2 separate regions of the Pan troglodytes genome follow, and region 2 is linked to region 1. Evidence: chromatin contacts called from public HiChIP or PLAC-seq data. All regions are on one chromosome and are shown on one strand. The core of a region is the stretch at or near the end of the contact, and the rest is flanking DNA. Distances in the headings are between cores, read along the strand shown. Region 1 holds the start of HAUS8 (HAUS augmin like complex subunit 8). Region 2 holds the start of USE1 (unconventional SNARE in the ER 1).

Region 1 (7,147 bases), core at 241-2,740:
CAGCCCTTCTGGCAGATCCCAGATAAAGATCCCTACAGTTGGGAAAGGGGAGAAATGAATGCCAATCAAAAGCACCCTGCACAAAGTCCCTGCCAGGGCCACAAGAGCCAGGCCTGTCAGATGTGAATAACTTTCCTGTAGCCCAGGTCACCTCCGGCTGCTCCTGGACACCTTAAGATTCTGAAGACTCCAACATCAAAAAACAAACCTAGTTGGGACTCTCTGGCTGGAAAGTGTCCCCACCGGCTCCCACCTCAGACAAAGAAGCAGAGAAGCCATCCCTTAAAGACCCCTGGCCTCCAGGGTGCCCAGGAAAGAAAGGAGGGCTCGTGACTGTCGTGCCTCTCCAGGGCTGAGCTCAGAGCAACCGGGGGACAGATTTCCTGTACGTCGTTTTACCCATTTAAGTCCAAGGATGCAGCTCTGCGGAGGTGGCGACAGTCCTGTACATGAGGGTGCATGCACACTCCCTCCTGAAACACAGTTCCGGTCCCACAACCGGCCCTGAGGTCCCTTCCTTGGATCCAGGGAATCCCAGAATCCTGCTAGTCCTGTCTTAAGCGGAGGGTGGTGAAGTTTCCAAGACGAGGACACTGGCACAGAGGGTGTTGGGACTCGTCCCAGGTCACCCAGCTGTTAAGTGTGAAGTCAGGAGGGACACGAATCAAGAGGGGAGGGTGGGGGGACGGAATCTCCAGAGGCTGCACCTCAACATCTATCTGCACGGGGCCACTCTAACCCCTTCCTTCTCTTCCCTCCTCTCCGGGCCCTCCCTCCCTAAGCCTACCCTCAGTTCTTACCATGACTTCTACTCCGTTTACTTCCCTTCCAGCTCCCATTTCCCCGCTTCCCAATAGCCGGCTGCCGCATCAGTTAGTTCAGAACCCCCCGCATTTACTGAGCGCCCACTGGGGGCCAGGCGCCGCCCTCTTCTCAGACACCCTTCCTTCAATCGCGCGGGCAGACGTCCCCAGATCGCTCTCGCACCCCTTCCCCTCAACCGCACCCCGGCTGTCCCGCCCCTGGCCTTGCCCACTCCCCCAGCCTGGGCCTCTCGTTCCCGCCTCCGTGCCTCCCCACAACGCCGTTTCCTGCGACCCCCCAATTACCACTTAAGCCACGTCCTCTTCAGAGAAGCTGCTCAAAGCCACAAGACTCACCCCCCCCCACGCCCTCGAACTCCCTCACCAGCTCCATCCCCATCCACTTTCTCCTTCACCGTCTCGCTTCCACTTCATCCCCAGCAACCTCTCCAAGACCCCCAGGCTCGTTCCCGCCCCCTCGACCCCTGCCGTCGCGTCCCCCATCAGCCCTCAGCTCCGTCCCTCTTCTACGCAGCCCCCAAAGGCAGGCTTCGAGCTCGAGTCGCCAACCCGAGGCTGCCTGGTACTCACCTGGCCTCGGCCGCCGCGCGCCGCCGGTCCCGGGCCGGGTCCCCGGCCGGACGACCGCCTGCCAGCCCGCCGCTGCTCGAGCCGCTCCGCCCCGCCGCGCCCGCCGCTCCCCCGCGCGCTCCCGCTTCCGGGTTCCGGAGAGGCGGGGACGGGGGCGTGACGCCAGCGCTCCTAGGGGCGGGGCATCGCGAAAAGCCCCGCCCCTACTTTCCGACAGATCAGGTCCCACCCACCGCCCCTACCCACTACCGCCGATGGTGGGCGAGACCAAGTGCGAGGGGAGGACAGGCGAAGCGCGCGTCTGGGGCCGCGCTCTCCACACTTAGCCGGCGCTGCCTCACGCCTCGCAGCCACCCCTCCTGCGTCTCCACAAATGGTCCGACCCGCAAGCAAGGGGGCGGGTCCGGCTTTGAAAAGCCGGCGGGTCGGGCGTTGAGGTGGAAGGCGGGAAAATGGCGGATTCCTCGGGGCGAGGCGCTGGGTGAGTTGGGGCGTCCGCAGGTCTGGATTTGTAGACGCCATAGGGCTGGAGAGGATGGGCAGCGGAGTTGGGGAGTGAGGACCCTCGGGGTGAGTTCGGGTTCGACCCCGCCAGGAACTGCGTGGGCCCCTGAAGACCCCGATGGCGTGCTGCCTCTGCGCATGCTCCGGAGCGCAGACACCCGACCGGCCCTGAGTTCCGCGTCCTCGGCTGGGACGCTGGGCGACCTCCGGCAAGCGGCCTGACCGCCCAGTGCCTCGCTTTCCTCCGCTACGAAATGGGGCCGATGACGCAGCTCAACCTCGTACGCGTCGCGTGAGGCTGAAACGCGCTTAGATCGGCGCCTGGGTCTTTACTGTGATGTCGCTCTTGGAATTATCGTTATGCAGTGAACAAGTGTTGGGCGACCAAAGTGTCCCCTTTAATCCTCCCACGCGCTTTATTCTGTGCTCCCAGTTTACTGAGGAGATGATGGAGACCCAGGGAGGGGAAGTGACTTGCCTAGGGTAACACACCATGAACAGAAAGAAGTTGAATACTGACCGAGAGCTAGGCATGAATGATCATGAGGCTATATTTGTCTAGTTTTGTTAATTCTGCCAGTGTTGATTGTGCCAGGTGCAAACTGAAGTGAAATTGGCCAGCAAGAGGAATCACTCCACCGCCCCTTGCCGTAACCGATAGATTGACAGTAGCACCTCCCAGGTACAGGTGCAGTACCTGAGGCTCGCACAGGTTGTAGGGACCCCCCTCAGGTCGCAGCAGGTTCACCCAGGAGCCCATTCGGTTTGAGGCCACAGCCCTAGCACAGTCCCCAGAGGGAGTCTGTGCTCTTGTCTCTTTCTGGCTGTGAGACTGCCCCGGGGCTGACCTATGTAAAACCTGTGTGTCTTTGTTTTGCAGCGACGAAAAAGCAGGTGTGAACAGTTAGGAAGCTGTCGGGTTAGGAGGAGCCTATGGGCGAGCGCAGCTGCTGGCACCTGGCGAACACTTGCTAAGTTGCCTCTCCCCACGGTGGCCTGGAAGTGTCCCCAACATTGTCTGGGTCTCACTTTGGGGTCCTGGGAGCCTGCTTCAGAGGAGGTGGCCGCAGGGACCAGTGGAGCCGCCCTTGGTGATGGGAGCAGGAGTTACAGTGCCCTGGCCTTGGCCCTGCCCCTCCACTTGCCCACCCACTTGCCCCTCCTGTGTTGCTGGTGTCTGTTCTTGGATCCCTTCTTTTCTCACCAGCTCAGGCTGAAACCCTGAAACCCCTAGTCATCCCAGATTCTCCCTCTCCTGCACCCCCACAGCTGATGAGTCAGCGATTTCTATCTCAGGGTCCCTTCTTTCCTATTACATCAGGCTTCATTCTATTTTTATTTTTATTTTTATTTATTTATTTATTGAGACGGAGTCTCACTCTGTCACCCTGGCTGGAGTGCAATGGCGTGATCTTGGCTCACTGCAACCTCTGCCTCCCGGGTTCAAGCAATTCTCCTGTGTCAGTCTCCTGAGTAGGTGGGACTACAGGCGCATGCCACCACCCCAGCTCATTTTTGTATTTTTAGTAGAGATGGGGTTTCACCATGTTAGCCAGGATGGTCTCGATCTCCTGACCTCGTGATCCGCCAGCCTCAGCCTCCCAAAGTGAGGTACCTGCTGGGACCACTCCTCGTACCTGCCTGTCAAGATGTTGTTCTTCCCTTTCTGGGAAGGAGCTCTGTGTTTTGTTACCACTGTGTCTCTACTGGAATACAGTAGGTGCATCAATGTCTGGTGAATGAATGAACCCAGGGATAATTTGAGATCTGCTGTGATCTCTTCCACAGAGCTCTCATTACCCTCCTCTCTTCTCAGTTTGGGTGTTCACCTATGCCTTCTTGCCCAGGTGACCAGGGCTGGCTGCTCCTTGTGTCCCTTTTCCTGTTGAGGTGGCCCACCCTCACTGAAATTGTCCTCGGGCAGCCCTCGGACTGGGCTGTCTGAGCTTCAACTAGCAGGCACCTCGCCGGCTTCCCTGTGCTTCTTGGGCAGTGAGGTGAACAAGACCTCTCTCTCTTCTCTTGCAGGAAGCCTGCAACCGGCCCCACAAATTCTAGCAGTGCCAAGAAGAAGGATAAAAGAGTTCAAGGTAAGCAGTGTCAGGATCTCTTTAAGGAACATGGTTTTCTTCTTTCATTACGTGCTTTTGGAGGAAGAAAAAAACAGGCCAGAGAAGGGGGCCTGTGGCTTTACTTCCTTGTAGTCACACCTGTGGGGATTCTGGGTCTGGCCATCCCAGCCCTGTGGCGAGGACTGTGTCAGGAATGGTGGTGGTCATTTTGAGCAGTGGCTTCCCTTGGCAGCCATGGGGGTCATGGGCTGTGTCCGGGACATGTCCCCTGGAAGCGTGGGTGTGGAGACCATGGAGATCATTATCAAAAATCAAACTCTGCCTTTTTTTTTTTTTTTGAGACGGAGGGTCTCACTATGTTACCCAGGCTGGTCTCGAACTCCTAACCTCAAGTGATCCTCCCGCCTCTGCCTCCCAAAGTGTTGGGATTACAGGCATTAACCACTGCCCCCGGCCTAAAATCAAACTCTCAATTCCCACTGCGTGAGCGTGTCAGTCTCATGAGGGGTGCCTGTACATCTGATTTCCACCTATCGGTCTGGGATCACCGTTAATGGCCTCCCCCACGAGCCAAGATCGCACCACTGCACTCCAGCCTGGGCGACAGAGTGAGACTCTGTCTCAAAACAAAACAAAAAAAAAGGAAATGTGGCTGGACACGGTGGCTCACGCCTGTAATCCCAGCAGTTTGAGAGGCCAAGGTGGGTGGATCATGAGGACAAGAGTTCAAGACCTGCCTGACCAACATGGTGAAACCTCGTTCTACTAAAAATACAAAAATGAGCCGGGCATGGTGGTAGGTGCCTGTAATCCCAGCTACTCAGGAGGCTGAGGCTGGAGAATGGCTTGAACCTGGGAAGTGGAGGTTGCTGTGAGCCAAGATCGCGCCACTGTACTCCAACCTGGGTGGCGAGCGAAACTCCATCTCAAAAAAAAAAAAAAAAACAAAAGGAAATGCTCGGCTTGCATGGTAGATTCTAGAGTCCATCGTTGGAGGCCAAGACTATGATACAATGAGGTATTTTCTCAGTGTGTGCAGTGTCGCAGGGCCCAATTCAGCAAGCTTAGAGCAGGATTTTATTTCCAAGTGAGGCAAGGTTTGTATGTTTCAGCGTCGCTGGGTAAATTGTCTTTTTATTTCCTGACCACTTAATCCCAAGTTCTAAACATCACATGTTAATCTCGCATATAACAGCTATAATATTTATGAGCTACCTTGTTCTTGGACAAGAATTGTATCCTTCTTCATAATATTGCTTCTGTGGAAAATTCAGCCTGTTTATTTATTTGTCTATTTATTTTTTTGAGATGGAGTCTCGCTCTGTCACCCAGGCTGGAGTGCAGTGGCGTGATCTCGACTAACTGTAGCTCCCGCCTCCCAGGTTCAAGCGATTCTCTGCCTCAGCCTCCCAAGTAGCTGGGAGCTGCCACCATCCTGGCTCAGTTTTGTATTTTTAGTAGAGACAGGGTTTCACCGTGTTGGCCAGGCTGGTCTCAAACTTCTGACCTCAAGTGATCCGTCCACCTCGGCCTCCCAAAGTGCTGGGATTACAGGCGTGAGCCACCGCGCCTGGCCAGGCTGTTTAAAACAAACAGTTGTATCCTAGTTTTCAGGAAACTTGAAAGTGCTTTTGTTTCCCCACCATCCAAGGCAGCCCAAGCCTGAGATCCTCCTTGTTGAGCAAAACTGTTTCCTGATGCTACTAGAAAGACCCGGGCTGGATGGTCTTTCTGCTGGGAGCTGGGGATGTCCTTTCTCTCAGCTGTTCGATCACCATCCAGGGTAGACTCTTCTTGTGGCCTGGTTGTTCCTGGGACCCCACCTGGTCCTGGCCTCAGCCCTTAGAGACCTGCACCATGAGAGTGGCCTCCCGATTGTCCACAGCTCCCGGGCACCCACCGGCACCCACACTCGCTCTGCAGGCATGGCGCATTCCTACCCTGGGGCTGCCCAGATTGACAGCCCGGCCCTTTGGCTGACTGAAGGATCCTTGTTAACTCTGAGGGCACCTCCTTTCCTCTCAGGGTAGCAGCTGCAACCCCAGTCCCCAACAGAAGAATCAACTGGAACAAAGATATGGTCGAAGTCACAATCTCACTTGGCTGAACTCTCAAGCTGTGTGACATTGAGCATGTCACTCTCCCCGGGCCTCTTCAGTACAAAGGCAAACCTCTGAGCTCTATGGCACCGATACAATGCAGAACCGTTCTTTTTTTTTTTTTTTTTAATGAGACAAAGTCTAACTCTGTTGCCAGGCTGGAGTGCAATGGCACGATCTCAGCTCACTGCAGCCTCTGCCTTCTGGATTCCAGTGATTCTCCTGCCTCAGTCTCCCAAGTAGCTGGGATTACAGGCACATGCCACCACGCCTGGCTAATTTTTGTAGTTTTAGTAGAGACGGGGTTTCTCCATGTTGGCCAGGCTGGTCTCGAACTCCTGACCTCAGGTGATCCGCCTGCCTTGGCCTCCCAAAGTGCTGGGATTACAGGCGTGAGCCACTACGCCTGGCCTAGAATCATTCATTTGACATATTATTGAGTGCCTACCCCGTGCCAGGTGGTGGAACATAGCAGCCAGCGAAGGAGACAAAAATCCTGGGCCCCTGGGGCTCTAGGGAGGAGGTGGGCATTGCATGAGAACCGTAAGGAGGCTGTGGGGGGCGCTAGATGATGACAGATGCTGTGACGAAATGGCAGGCAGAGACAAGTGTGCTGTGGTCTGAACTGAGCAGAGCCTTGAGAGAGGGAGGTGCCTGCAGGGGGATGCACAGCAAGGGGGTCCACGCAGCAGAGCGGCTGAATAGAGCAAGTGAGAGGTGACAAAGTGATAAGGTTAGAGGCAAGTTGCTGGTGGCACAGGGCCCAGAAGGTTCCCGGAGGCACTTAGGCTTCTTGAGCCCATGGACCCAGCACGCCAGCCTGTCTCAGCCCTGAAGGGCAGTTGGAGGCTGATGGAAGGTTTCAGGAAGCAGGGAACGAGCAGTGGTTGTGCCTGGTGGCTCAGATGACCAGGATTGAGAATGGACTGCTGGGCTCAGGAGCAAGGGAGGTCACAGTGGTCTTGTCCAAAGGTGTTCTGGTGCGGTGGTGTGTCTGCAAGCTGGATTGTGGGGGGCGGGATTCAAGGGAAGGAGAAAGGAGAGAAAGGGGAGCTGGTGAGTAAAGAACTTGGGGTGT
Region 2 (7,011 bases), core at 3,815-6,314, 140 kb before region 1:
GGCCTCCTGGGGCTGGGCCTCGTCCATTGTGGGGTAGGCTCCAGAGGAACATGGGCGGAGGGAGTGTTTGATGAGTCACCGACCTGCCAAGACTGACTTTTTCTTTTTAGAATCTTTTTTTTTTTTTTTGCAATGGAGTCTCGCTCTGTTGCTCAGGTTGGAGTGCAGTACTGGGATCTCAGCTCACTGCAACCTCCACCTCCTGGGTTCAAGTGATTCTCGTGCCTAAGCCTCCCAAGTAGCTGGGACTACAGGCGTGCGCCACCATGCCTGCCTGATTTTTGTATTTTTTGGTAGAGACGGGGTTTCACCATGTTGGCCAGGCTGGTCTTGAACTCCTGGCCTCAAGTGATCCACCTGCCTTGGCCTCCCAAAGTGCTGGGATTCCAGGCGTGAGCCCCCGCATCTGGCCCTGAGGTTCTTCTTCCCCTGCTCATGCACTGTCTGTGGCTCTTCAGGGACCTCCAAAAACCCTCCCATCTCATTGGCCAGCCTGAAAGGCACTGCTAGATGGGGGCAGGGGACAGACGGAAGACAGACAAGGTGGGTGGGGGTCTTTATTTGAGTTTGGGCATGATTCGAATGAAGAGGATCATGCTAATGAAGATGAAGCAGACGATAATGAGCATGGCCCAGAGCAGCCAGTTGACTGACTTCTGCGTGTGCTGCTCCAGACGCTCTGACTCCGTCTTCAGCTTCTCCAGGTTCTGGTCCGCCATTTTCAGTGAGTGTGACAGGGTCTGTGGGGGAGGTGGAAAAGGTGTCAACAGGACTGGGGCCAAGAATGGCCTCTCTCTACTTCCCTGGGACTGGCCTGCACCTCTTGTCGCTTGCTGGTGCTGTGCCCTCTGCTGGGAATGCCATTTTTGCCTTCTATGAAACTCCTATTCATCCCGCAAAGCCCCAGCCACAATGCTCCTGTGCTGGGAAGCCTTCTCTGATGCCCCAGGGCAGAGGCTGGAGAGCTCCCCCAGTCCCCACACCTGGTTGTCCTTCTTGATGACACTTTGGGCGGCCAGCGTATTGGTCTTGAGGCTCCGGGCCAGTCCTAGCATCTCTTCCGCCAGCTTTTCCTGGAGGTTCTGATGTCGCTGCAGGACGAGGTCTAGCTCAGCTGCCGACTGCTTCTCACTCACTGGCTGGGACCCTGCCACTCCACTGATCTCACACACGGGGGGAGGAGGACATGAGAGATGGAGTGCGAAAGGGGAGAAGACCAACACATTTTCTCTTTTTTTGATACAGAGTCTTGTTCTGTCGCCCAGGCTGGAGTGCAATGGCGCGATCTCGGCTCACTGCAACCTCTGCCTCCCAGGTTCAAGCAATTCTCCTGCCTCAGTCTCCTGAGTAGCTGGGATTACAGGCACCTGCCACCATGCACAGCTAATTTTTGTATTTTTAGTAGAGACAGGGTTTCACCATGTTGGTCAGGCTGGTCTCGAACCCCTGACCTCATTATCCACCTGCCTCGTCCTCCCAAAGTGCTGGGATTACAGGCGTGAGCCACCGTGCCCGGCCTTTTTTCTTTTTTTTTTTTTTTTGAGACAGCATCTCGCTCTGTCACCCAGGCTGGAGTGCAATGGCATGATCTCCGCTCACTGTAATCTCCACCTCCCAGGTTCAAGCAGTTCTCCTGCCTCAGCCTCCTGAGTAGCTGGGACTACAGGCGCGTGCCACCATGCCCGGCTAATTTTTTGTATTTTTAGTAGAGACAGGGTTTTGCCATGTTGGCCAGGCTGGTCTTGAACTCCTGGCCTCAGGTGATCTGCCTGCCTCAGCCTCCCAAAGTGTTGGGATTACAGGCGTGAGCCACTGCGCCTGGCCTTTGACTTCTGGGAAGAGCATCCACAGAAGTGGCTTCTGGTTGGTTTAGATCCTTGTGGTAGTACCTCGGTGGTCCAGGGTTTGGCCACTGCTACCCCGTCCCTGCCGCACCGCCCAATTGCCACTACTGCCCCAGGGCCGCAGACACTCACGTTCTCTTCCTTACGTCCATCTCAGGCTCTGAAAGCAAAACAGGCCAAGCAAAAAAGGCGAGTGTTGGTTTCCCGTTTCCGGCATCCTGAGCATTGCCTGTGCTGGGTCTACTGCTTGGAATGCTGTTTCCTCATCTTGTCTGCTGCCCCGTTGGCTTCTGACCATGCTTGAATACCCCCTCTTCTAGGAGGGTCTCCTTACTCCTGTCTCGGTTCCCTCAGACCCCAGGTCCCTCCCTCCAGCCTAGCCTTGGTCCCATAGGCTGGCAGTGCCTAGCTTTAAAAAATTTATTTATTTGCTTATTTTTGAGACAGAGTCTCTCTCTGTCAACTAGGCTGGAGTGCACTGGCGCAATCTCAGCTCACTGCAACCTCTACCTCCCAGGCTCAAGCAATCATCCTCCCAAGTATGCTGGGACTACAGGTGTGCGTCACCACGCCTGGCTAATTTTTTTGCTTTTTTTTTTTTTTTTTTGAGACGGAGTCTTGCTCTGTCGCCCCCGGCTGGAGTGCAGTGGTGTGATCTCAGCTCATTGCAACCTCCACCTCCTGGGTTCAAGCAATTCTCCTGCCTCAGCCTCCCAAGTAGCTGGGACTACAGACACGTAGCACTGCATCCGGCTGAGTTTTGTATTTTTAGTAGAGACATGGTTTTGTCATGTTGGCCAGGTTGGTCTCAAACTCCTGACCTCAGGTGATCCACCTGCCTCAGCCTCCGAAATTACAGGTGTGAGCCACTGTGCCTAGCTTTGTTTCCTCTCGGGGCCATTTCCTCTGTCCTGGCTCTTCCTCCAGGTGTAATTTGGTGATGCTCCTGTTGGAGTCAGGGCATGGAGTCTCGGCATGGAGGCCCCGGGGCAGCAAGGATACATGTCTTGTCCTAGTCAGCTGGCCCTCAAGTCCTGTTGTGTTCATGGTGACTCACCTGCAGAGTCCTGTGGAAAGAAGTAAGTGGTATGAGGCTGGGTGCAGTGGCTCACTCCCAGCACTTTGGGAGGCCAAGGTGGGCAGATCACCTGAGGTCAGAAGTTCGAGACCAGCCTGGCCAACATAATGAAACTCCATCTCTACTAAAAATAGAAAAAATTAGCCAGGCGTGGTGGGGGTGCCTGTGATCCTAGTGACTTGGGAGGCTGAGGCAGGAGTATCGCTTGAACCTGGGAGGCGGAGGTTGCAGTGAGCCAAGATCGCGCCACCACACTCCAGCCTGGGCAACAAGAGCGAATCTCCATCTCAAAAAAAAAAAAAAGTAAATGCCATGAAGTCACCCCCCTTGTCTTGTTCCCAAACCTGTCCCTTCTGACCTCAACCTCCTCACCTTCAGTCAGGACATGGGGAAATCCCATGACCTCTGAGCCTGTTTCCTCAACCTTAAACTGGTAACGACAACTCATATTTTTTTTTTGAGACGGAGTTTCACTCTTATTGCCCAGGCTGGAGTGCAATGGCTTGATCTCAGCTCACCGCAACCTCTGCCTCCTGGGTTCAAGCGATTCTCCTGCCTCAGCCTCCTGAGTAGCTGGGATTACAGGCGTGAGCCACCATGCCCAGCTAATTTTGTATTTTTAGTAAAGACGGGGTTTCTCCATGTTGGTCAGGCTGGTCTTAACTCCTGACCTCAAATGATCCGCCCGCCTCGGCCTCCCAAAGTGCTGGGATTACAGGCGTGAGCTGCCGCGCCCGGCCACAACAACTCATATTTTAAAAGATTGAGCTGATCCACATAAAGTGCTCAGAAAGGAACTTGTCATCCTCTTTTACGGCTGAAGAAACTTACGTGTCTTGTAAGTTGCAAGCCAGGACTCAAACCCTGCTCTTGGGCCAACTCTGGAGCTTAACCAGACACATTCCATTTTTGCCTTGTACCAAATTCCTATTCATCTAGCAAAGCCTTAGCCACAATGCCCCTCTGTTGAGCAGCCTTGTGTGATGACCCAGGGAAGAGATTGCTGGACCCCCTTAGGGTTCCTGTATCTGACAGTATTGTGGTTCTGGCTGCCTGCAAGCATAGAACCCCTATTCCTGTCCAAGGGATTCCCAGGGACCAGGGAAGGAGCCCTACCGTGCCTAGTAGCTCACTCCGCATCTCGCTGGTGTACCGCGCCCGTGACTGCAGATGCACCGTCTTTGTGGCGGGCACTCGCTCTCTGGCTGTGGTTGGCACACGGCCAGGGGCCAGGAACTGGTTGGCCAGTGCTTTCTCTGAGGAGGAGGTCTGCAGAAATGTGGGAAGATAAGTCACTGGAGGGGCAGGTCCTGGGGACCAAAGTGAGCGGTGATGGGGGCTGAGGGGGCAGGGGCACCCCTTCTCACCAGCTTCTCGGCTTGCAGCATCCCCTTCAGAAAATCCACCTTCCAGGAATATTCATTGATCACCTCAGAGGCCGGTTTGCTGGAAGGCAGGAAGAAGAAAAACAAAACCTGTCCATGGTCCCCAGCTCAGGGAAGGGTCCCAGCTGGGATAGCGGTACTGGGATGTCCCAGTAGCACAGCCACGTGCTGATGTGAAAGCCCTGAGGCTGCCTGCACTCACCTCGCGTGGACCTTCAGGGCCTGCAACATGTCCTCTAGGGCTCCCACGTACTGGGGAGGAAAAGCGGATTGTCACCCGGGGGTCTTTCCCATGTCCTGATCATGGGAGTCGGGGGGGCGGGACCGACAAATGGGAGGGGTCAAGCGTAAAGGAGGCGGGGCCAGTGGGGGAGGGGCGGAGTCCCAGGGACGGGGGCGGAAGCTACAGGTGGACGTGGCGGGACTGACCGGAAAGGGCGCTGCCCGAGAAGCTACTGGGGCCGGGGAGTCGGGCCAGGTGGCTTCCAACCCTAGGAATCACCCCCCGGGAGTCGGGCTCTACGCGGCAGTGCGAGATCCCCTCACCTTCTCCAGGCGCCACTCGTCCGGGTCCCGTTTCTCCGCTGCCATCGCCTCGCAGCGGGATAGCAGCCGCACCAGGTTTAGCTCCAGCCTCGACGCCGCCATTATCGCCCGGCCCTACACCGCCCCTTCCGCCGGCTCCATGTTAAGAGAGGGCGGAAGTGCCTTCAAGTGGCCTTCCGGGCGGATGTTTCCCCCGCGCTCGTTCGCTTGGCCCATCTTTGTTTGGAGCGGAAGTAATATCTTGTTGTGAGGCGGGGCGCTGGGCCGGGCGCGGTGGCTCAGGGCTGTAATGCCAGCATTTTAGGAGGCAGAGGTGGGAAAGGATTGCTTGAGGCCAGCCCGGGCAAGATAGCGCTACGCTATCTCTATTTTAAAAAAATAGGAGAGGCGCCACCCCATTCTTACTTAAGCGAATCACTTGCTTTTCTTCGAGAGCATGTTAACCCTTCGGGAATGATAGGACGACCGGGGTCTTCTGGTGTCAGACCCGCGTGCAGTGTGCCCTCTTGTTCTGTTTTGCCTGCTCAAAGTACCTCCCCGCACCCCACTCCTACCTGGATTCTTCCCAGTCGGAGCTATTTCACGTCCACACACCCTTCCCGATTTCTGTAGCCTGGGATTCGGGAATCCAAGGCTTCCCCCACCTCAGCAGGGCTCATCTGTATTGTGGTTATGGGTTTCCAGGTCACAGCTCCAGCTCTGATTCCATCCTCGGCCCTGGGAGAGTTTAACTTTTCTGGATCCGTTTCTTCCCCCGGGAAATGGACAGTGTGACAGTACCTGCCTCAAGGGGGATATGAGACAGCTCTGCCCGAGAGTGAGCAAGGTGGGGCTGGGTCCCCCCTAACGCCCAGACCCCCATGGAGAACCCCTTCCCAGCCCACCTCAGTACCTGGAAGCTGAGTACCCCTATGCCTGCAGTGCCTCTCTTCTGGAGTGACAGGATGAGGGTGGGGGCTTCACAGGAACCAGGGCCTGGCATGCAGCCTTCATATTTTCCCACACCTTAGGTCATCTGCACCTTGGTTACACCAGTGGGCCTGATGTCCTTGAAAAATACCATAGACGGCTAGGTGCGGTGGCTCACGCCTGTAATCCCAGCACTTAGGGAGGCTGAGGCAGATGGATCACCTGAGGTCAGGAGTTTGAGACCAGCCTGGCCAACATAGTGAAACCCCATCTCTACTAAAAATACATAAATTAGCCGGGCGTGATGGTGGGTGCCTGTAATCCCAGCTACTTGGGAGGCCGAGGCAGGAGAATTGCTTGAACCCAGGAGGTGGACGTTGCAGTGAGCCGAGATTGTGCCACTGCACTCCAGCTTGGGCAACAAAGCAAGACTCCATCTCAAAAAAAAAAAAAAAAAAAAAAAAAAAAAGGAAAATACCATGGAGGGCCAGGTGCGGTGGCTCACGCCTGTAATCCCAGCACTTTGGGAGAGTGAGGTGGGTGGATCACTGGAGGTCAGGAGTTTGGACAGCAGCCTGGCCAACATGGTGAAACCCTGTCTCTCTCAAAAAACACAAAAATTAGCTGGGCTTGGTTGTGCGTGCCTGTAATCCCAGCTACTCGGGAGGCTGAGGCAGGAGAATCGCTTGAACCCGAGAGGTGGAGGCTGCAGTGGGCCGAGATCGCGCCAGTGCACTCCAGCCTGGGTGACAGAGTGAGACCGTGTTTCAAGAAAAAAACCCACAACAAACCATGGAGACCAAACCCAGGGCCCATCAAAGGGGCCTCTAGAGGCTGGCAGGGCAGAGTCTAAATCCCAGCCATGCCCCTCCCAGCTGTGTGGCCTTGGAGAAGCCCCTCAACCTCTGGCATGTGCTGTCTGAACTTGGGTTCTTCACGGCGCCCCAACCAATACCAGCCAGCCAGTTCCCACGACTCCCATCCGATGGCACCCTGGGAGCCCATCTGTTCCTGTCCTGCTGGGCCCACCAGGAACTGGCCACCTCCGCTGGATGGGTGACTGCTGCAGCTGACATTTAGGCTCCAGAGGCTGGGCACTGAATCAGGGAGGCCAGAGAGGGCTGCCAGGACAGCAGGCGCTCCTGGCCAAGTGAGGCTCTGCTGGGAGCTCCCTGTTTGCTGGAGGATCAAGACAGGTCTTTGAGGACAGTGTTCCACCCATATTCTGCACCCTTCTTGGCTGAGGCCA

The links. HiChIP or PLAC-seq counts read pairs in DNA pulled down with a chosen protein or histone mark.
Region 2: a contact with region 1 is called in an H3K4me3 HiChIP or PLAC-seq map of stem cell-derived excitatory neurons, with 3 times the contacts expected there. The contact joins the promoter of USE1 here to the promoter of HAUS8 in region 1. A contact is called at or near these places in 1 of 7 Hi-C or Micro-C datasets (stem cell-derived neural progenitor cells) and 1 of 1 datasets of contacts at active chromatin or transcription factors (stem cell-derived excitatory neurons).

Annotation. Positions count from the first base shown.
Region 1 is chr20:19,728,568-19,735,714 of NHGRI_mPanTro3-v2.0_pri, reverse strand. HAUS8 (HAUS augmin like complex subunit 8) reads left to right here and starts at 1,490. Exons shown (of 11, transcript XM_001173112.6): 1 at 1,490-1,875; 2 at 3,927-3,988. The coding sequence starts at 1,847. It overlaps MYO9B (myosin IXB), which reads right to left and starts at 1,532. Exons shown (of 40, transcript XM_063801321.1): 1 at 1,395-1,532.
Region 2 is chr20:19,871,603-19,878,613 of NHGRI_mPanTro3-v2.0_pri, reverse strand. It overlaps USE1 (unconventional SNARE in the ER 1), which reads right to left and starts at 5,064. Exons shown (of 8, transcript XM_054673121.2): 1 at 4,854-5,064; 2 at 4,510-4,559; 3 at 4,290-4,368; 4 at 4,039-4,191; 5 at 2,902-2,911; 6 at 1,977-2,004; 7 at 984-1,158; 8 at 542-740. The coding sequence starts at 4,955. The coding sequence ends at 558. MYO9B (myosin IXB) reads right to left here. Exons shown (of 40, transcript XM_063801321.1): 40 at 5,430-5,570. The coding sequence ends at 5,539.